Regions from separate parts of the Anas platyrhynchos genome. Here region 2 is linked to region 1. The links are chromatin contacts, called in public Hi-C maps. All regions are on one chromosome and are shown on one strand. Each heading gives the region's core, a stretch centred on a gene start, on an enhancer-like site or on the middle of the called end of the contact. The rest is flanking DNA. Distances are from core to core; before and after follow the strand shown.

What was found. A called contact is a pair of places that touch in the nucleus more often than the background predicts.
Region 2: a contact with region 1 is called in a Hi-C map of skeletal muscle, with 3 times the contacts expected there. The contact joins two enhancer-like sites. A contact is called at or near these places in 4 of 8 Hi-C or Micro-C datasets (F1 follicle, liver, skeletal muscle and 1 more).

Annotation. Positions count from the first base shown.
Region 1 is chr4:9,111,134-9,114,830 of IASCAAS_PekinDuck_T2T, forward strand. It overlaps ARHGEF38 (Rho guanine nucleotide exchange factor 38), which reads right to left. Exons shown (of 14, transcript XM_005027895.6): 3 at 3,610-3,697. Among named protein-coding and RNA genes, the nearest start is that of ARHGEF38, 15 kb to the right of the region's middle. Within about 2 kb of position 2,443, at least 3 of the 8 cell types and tissues checked have an H3K27ac peak or open chromatin away from gene starts, as enhancers often do.
Region 2 is chr4:9,285,067-9,288,474 of IASCAAS_PekinDuck_T2T, forward strand. No RefSeq gene overlaps it. Among named protein-coding and RNA genes, the nearest start is that of CXXC4, 8.4 kb to the right of the region's middle. Within about 2 kb of position 1,560, at least 3 of the 8 cell types and tissues checked have an H3K27ac peak or open chromatin away from gene starts, as enhancers often do.

The sequences.
Region 1 (3,697 bases), core at 1,193-3,692:
CTCATCTTTGTCAGAGCCGGGCACCATTATATCAGTGTTAATGCACAAAAATTCCCCCTGGAAAAGGGATGAAACCTCTACACCTGCACCCCTTCATACACAACCCCCTGATTCACTGCCCCACCTCAACACCCCTTCAGTGAAAACCAAACAGGAGAGTTTCGCTGTTCCGGGGAGAGCATTGTGGGGTGTGGGCCAGCAGGAGGAGTGCATGTAACCATGTTAATTTTCCCTTTGACTTTTTTTTTCAACTGAATATGAACTTAAATGGGTTATAACGGGAATAATGACTCCATCTCCCATTAGCCATTTCACGTTTATCTGTTTTGCAGCATCCTGAAATGGCAGTTGTTATGGCCTAGAGTAGAGATTTTTCTTTACATGACACAGGAACAACCTCCACCCCTCCCCTAATGAAATAAAACCACTGTGGATTGCAACCATTTCTATATAGCCCTTAGGTTTATATACAACTGAAAGGGGAAAACATTTACATTTCCAGTCCTCTACGACACCATTTTGCCCCCCAAACAGTTGGGAATTTTAGAGGCACTGAAGTAGTCCTGCACTCGTTTCCCATTTAATTCTGGTGCGTAATTCTCTCAGCCTAAAGCCCCTCTGCCCGTTTCCGTGTACCTAAGAAATATTATCCGAATGGAGAAGGCACGCTTCATCTTTTCTGCTGAGATATTCATTTGGCTCCTACACTTCTGTAGCAGCACCCTGATCAGCATCCTTGGCAATACACATTATAAACAACAGTGATGGTGAACTCTACTGTCTGGGGCATTTATGGAGAAACAGCATCTACATGGCAACCAGTCCGATGTTTTATAAACATTCCTGTTGAGTTATAGCGATGATTATTAAAGTTAAAAGCCGAACACCGTGTTAATTGGGAGCTCTCCGTTCATTCACAGCGAGCACAAAGCTGTCAGGCATCCTGCATGTTTCATCCTGACCGGAGTGGGCTGTTTCATAATACATTGCATTGAACTGCTCTGTCGTAAAGTGAAAAATGATTCAGTTACCACAGTAACACAGCTCTGGGTTTTTTCCCCTAGCAGTGAAGGTTAACTGGGCTGTCTAATGCATGTTGGTTTCAAGGTGCGAACAAGGGAACAACAATGACTGAGTTAAGACCACAGAAGTTCATTTTAGTTACTGTAAGGCCACCGTCAGAAAAGCAGCAGCATCCTCTACTTGGATCTTCTTCAGGTGCTGTCATCCCTATTTTCTCTGTCTCGTGTTAAATGCTGATGCTGATGGCTGGCAAGACACGTTGCCTCCTGACATTCCCGTGAACTCTCCACACCGGCCTTTACTAGCTGGCAGTGTGAGGGGAAACCTTAACAAGCTCTCTCCTGATTCTGCACCCTCGGTGCCTGCTTTACAGAGATGCTGAGCTCTCACACTTTTCACTAACTTTAAGCAGAGCTCCAAGTGCTTAGCACAGCCTGTAATAATGCTAAGCTCTCAAGAGAGGTCATGTTTTCTGTAGCAAAAATGCAAACTAGAGACTTACAGTTCCCTTCAGCATATATTAGAGCCTGGAAATGATCATTCTGTCTTCCAAAACAGAAATGACCAAGATCTGTTCATTGACGTACTGCGCCATAATGACAGGTATTTTCGTTGATGCTAAATGATGAGAAAAAAAATGATGTGCTGATTTCATGGATGGGATCTTTTAAAAGCAGCTAAGGTTCCTAAGCTTAAAGCTCTTCTTGGTTTTGAGTTGTATGGATTGAATCAGTTGATCTTTGAGCGTATCACTGTAGAAGCTTGATTTAGGGGCCAGAAATACATATTTGGGCACAGGTTTGAAAATACTGAGTCTTTTGTGCACTCTGACAGATCCAAATCTGTCATCAAAAGACATAAATATAAGCAACTGCATTGTTTTAGTTCCAAACCAGGGAAACAGCAGTTCTCTTCAACCTCACTGTGACTGGGTTGCCTTCCAAAGGAAGATGTTTTGATGGAGGATCTTTAAATACCATAAACATGATAGAACATAATGGGTGTGCTAAAGAGATTCTCATCCTGTTTTTTCCACAGACTGGCTTTAACAACTTTTACACTGATTATGAGGATCCTCAAGACACAATTATCATCTGTTCTGCTTCTAAAGGATGGCAAACTTACTGACTTATTGCTTATAGTGATGCAATTACCCTCCCTGCTTTTCTCTCAGCCTTTGCAAGAAGTGCTTTCACCTTACATTCCATCTTTTTCCCTGCCATAATTAAGTCAACCCTCTGATCCAAAATCCCATATATTTTCACGTTTCTTTGTCTGATTCTGGAGAAGTACACCCTAAGAGATGGATGAAATTGTTTGTCTTTACTTCTGGATATGGCAGAGAACTAAACGGATGATTCTCCTTGCTGTGAGAAAGCCACTTCCTGCTAGAATAGAACATTGCTTATTAAGGCTATGACTCATCATGATGCACTTTTATTGAAATCCTGCCAAACAACACAGTCTCATCAAACTACGTTAAGCTGTTGCCTTGGCAAACCAGATTGAGACATACTAGGATTAATACTTTTCCCAAGCCTCGTATGCTTTAATACCACGTTTCCCAGTCAAATGTCAACCAATAAGTTTTTACCCCATTAGTTCATAGAATCATAGAATCATAGAATATCCTGAGTTGGAAGGGACCCTTAAGTTGTGAGAAGATGGGTTCTTTCTGTAACACATTACCTGTGGTGTGTGGTCAGTTTAGGGAAAAGAGAACCTCTGAATCATAGCTGAAAGTTTTTTTAAGCTAAACTGGCTGACTTTGCACTGAAACTAATTAAGATTTCTCACCTGATCCCGTAAGCTGGATCACCTACTGCCTCTGCACTGAATAAGCAGTTACAGAAGAGCTGATGAATGGAAACTTCTTGTTTTTTTCCAGCTGTGCCAGAAGGTCAAGTGAATAGATCATAGCCATAACAGTCGTGACCTGAGCTGCAGGACACATGATTGCTGTGATATATCCAAGGACAATCCATTTGCTAAAAATACCTATGATCCCTACAAGCATTCCTAAACAGATTCCCACAAGCTCTGTATCAATTACAGCTTTCTTTCTTTCACTGACCATGTCCCTGTTAATTGCACTTAATCACCTCTTACGTGAATTATATTGCCAGTAAATATGCTTACAATGTATGGGTTTTTTTATGTATTTATTATTCCAATCAATTTTAATGCTTTTCTCAAGTGGTACCAGTATGAGCATGCAATATAAGAGTTGGTCTGAGCATGAGCAGTTAGGTAGGTAACACTAAACTAGATGAAAATTAAGTTATCAATATATAGCATAACTCAGTGTTGTGGTATTTACTCATTCTAAACTCACTCTCTCCAGCCTTTCTTCCCGTCAACATCTGGAAGGATGGAATGAGGGCACCATGACCAGGCCTGTTACGAGCCCAGCAGAGCCACTGGACAGGCTTCACATTTCCTTTTGCCTGCATTACCGTGGACAGCTTGTAGCAAGTTAGCCTCTGGGAGCAGTACTAGTTAGGTCTGATGAGGGTAGAGGACAGGAGAGTGTTATGTTTATTCTTTCACGTGGCTTTGTAGAACTCAAGAGGACAGTAAACATACCGATTACTTGCATGGGTGGTTCCACATCTGTCGTGGCTTCTTCCAACAGTGACAGCAGTTTGGCTGATATTTGATGGACCGATTCAAT
Region 2 (3,408 bases), core at 310-2,809, 170 kb after region 1:
CACCCACCCTGCAGGTGCTGCTGTCAGATTTTGGGTGTTGCTCTCCTATCCGAGAGCCCTCTCAGCGTAACTGAGGATAATGTGGCTGGGCAAGAGTGGTCTGTGCCCTGAGGTTCTTCTTGTGCTGGTTTGTTACCCTGTGCCATAGGGGTTTGTTGCTCTGAGGAGTGGATTTATTTATTTATTTATTTATTTTGATCTTGTTCTAAGGATTTGGCTAAAAGTAGCTGCGGTTGCTGACTTGAAGAGTCTTTGCAGGGATCTTTGGAAATGGGACAGCAATCCAGATTTGCAGAGTTGTAGTCAAAGGTATATTTCCTTGCCTGAAGGATGAGGAATAACAAGGTCAGCAGGAAATCCTCCTTGAACCCTCACCTCTGCATGAGGCCTGATGCTTCAGGGATGTCCTCATCCATTTCCTTAAGGCAGGTAAGCCCTTATCCATTATTACTTTTTTTTTTTTTTTTTTTTTTTTTATGCTCCACTTGGGCTTTGGTGCATGTAAGACCACCAATGTGGTCTACTCCATCACCACTGTCTTGCTAGAGGCAGAGCTGAAGGCTGTTAGGGAACTATAAATTTTTTAAGATGCATGTATAGCTTCAAAAACGTTTACATGAGGAATTTGAGGATTTGTCTGTGGATTTAGGTACCTAAATTGTTATTTTATTACTATCTAAGTGGTGTATGTAGTTGGGTGTGGGATGCTGTTGTCCCTCTTGTATACATACACGTTTAAGCCTATGCTTTACACTGCTGCAGCTCACAGGAAGGAGGGCTGCTCACACGTACTGTACATCTAACACAGATGTGCACTAGGCTGGATCCAGGTCTGAATTTTAGCCTGGAGGTGTTCCAGATGCTTCTGCTGTTACATGTGTGCAATGGAAACAGGATTTCTCTAGCTGGTTAAGCACTTTTGGATTCTGCAGGATGTAGACATTACTGTTATAATAATGGTTATGGTAATTTCCAAGGTAGGTGATAAATCTATCACTTAACGCATCTATTCCTTAATTAGACAGTAAGGATAATGTCACTATTTGGAGTAGAAGGAAATGCAAGTGAGATCAGCATTTAAAATGTAAAATTCAAATGATTCTTTTCTTTGTAAGGATAAGGGGGATTGTTTAAAAATAATCAACTGTGGTGATTTATATGGCATCCTGTTGTCTTATAAAAAGCACAGATTAAAATTGCAGAAGCTTTAATGGACCCAATGGAGAAAAGTCTTAACTTTAATCCTAGCAGACATTTTAAAACCATGAGAAGATACCGAGTATAGATTTTAAAAAGGCAAAACAAAATGCTTAACTTTCAGCAGTTAACAAAAGGCAACTCCGATAACAGAAAGCTACCTAACTCCGAGGAAAGAGTGCAAGTCATCACTGCAGCCCAATTAAATGATGGTGAGACCCAGTGGGGAACCGTGGGTGGCAGATGTGAACAGGGATTCTTAGGGTTGATGGAGCATTGGACATCCTCCAGGAGAGGAGGCTGGCTGGCTGAGTAGCCTGTGGTCAGTGATTTACTGCTCAGGCTGATGACTGGGTCCACATCTCCAGGGCTATAAAAAGAAACCAGAGCTGTGGTCTCTTACTGTCTGGGTGAGCAAGCCAGGAAGAAGCTCAGGGACGAGAGGAAGGAGATGACTTTCTGCTCCTTTGAATGTATTTGATGTATTTGCTTGTAAGGTGAGCTAAGCATGTGCTTTGAGGAAGCCCAGGGCTATGGGAGGAGACCACGGGCAGGAGAAGCTATGCATGTCCCTGCAATGCTGAAGCATGGGCCAAAGCAGTTTGGGAAGGTGGCTTGACTCATACAGTTTTTTACTATGATGGATAGCCGGGCATGCTCTGTATCTTTGTCCCATCTCCTTCATTTTCATTTACTGAAAATAGTTCTTTTGTACAGACCTTACAGTTAACTTTCTGTGTCAGGAAGCTTTCCAGGTGCTGGCTTAGAGACCAACAGCCCATGAGCCTGGGGCCTTCATAAAGAGCTCTGCAGTCGTTTCTGAGGCTTCTGGATTAGTATTATTAGTACTGCACACTTTGCATCAAACCTATGTGAGCTCCTCTCTCAAAGGGCCTTAGAACACGGAATAAATTACAGTTTTTGCAGGAAAAGGGAACAAGTCAGTCAGTTTAAAATTTCACACAGTTAGCTTGCAGAGTCTCTGCTAGGGCTGTACAACTTTTTATTCCGTGAACTTTTAAGAGGATATGTTTGAAGCTGGGCTGCCACTGTAGTTCATCCCTTCCTGCCTTATTTTTCACTGCTGGTACTTTTTCCTTTCAATTAAAGTGCTTTTTACACCAAAATCAATAGAGTTGGACTCTGAGTACACCTGATGTAACAGGTAGCTTTAAGGAAAAATAGGTTTGCATTTAGGGTATTTTTAGCTGATTTGCACCATAACAAGCAGCTTCTGTCTGTGGTCCTAAATGTGAGTGATAGGGGGTTTGTCACTCAGAGTCTTATCTGATGCAGAAGATTTCCTCCATCTGGAGCTTCTCTGTTCTGCCAAGTTTCATCCCTCCACAGAGAAGCTAGGAGGATTGGATTGTTAATTAATAATATCCTAAGGATATTGTCTTAAGCCTCACGCTGTCAGTGCAGTAAAACAAAGCACTGATTTACTGAGTTATTTCTTTTTTTTTGCCTGCCTTAAAAGGTTACTTCTTTTTTTTTTTTTAACATCAACAACAAAAAAAAAAGATTGTAGTTGCCACTACAACTTTGTTTATGGTGGCAAAACCTAGACATAGTGAAACTGCTGCATGTGCTGGAGGGAGGGAAAACCCCTGTCTTCCCCCCTCTGCCAGGAACGGAGTGTATATAAAACTGATAAGCTCGTTCAAGTTAAAAAAAAAAAACACAAACTAGGCTGAAAACAGTGTGCAGCACTTCCTAAACAGCAGTTCCCTGAGATCCTAGGTGGCCTTGGTGTGCTGGCTGGGATGGATGTGTCTGTGGAACTGTGGGAGGAGATGGGCATGGCTGGTGTTCCCCAGCACCCCCAGACACTGACTTCTAACTTTCTTTTTTTTTTTTTTTAGGGGAGCTACTTTTAACTTATATCAGCTTAACACAGATCAAATTTGGGATGGATATGTCAATCAATCCACAGACCACTGTCCTGATGAGGAATGAGTTGCTCAGACCTGCTTGTGCTCATTTCATACACCGAGATAATCACCTTGCATGCAGGTGAGGGTATTAGAAAAGGAAAATCAAAAAGACACATCAGAGGTGCTGTTCAGGTATAAAGTCCCTATCGTTTTCTTGACTCAGATTCCGCAATTACCAAAAATTAGCCCATTATATGCTCGTGGTCCTTTCAAACCGGAGGGCAGCCCTGTGGGCAGGGAGCGTGGTGACAATGTGAGCCTTGGTGTGTGTTCA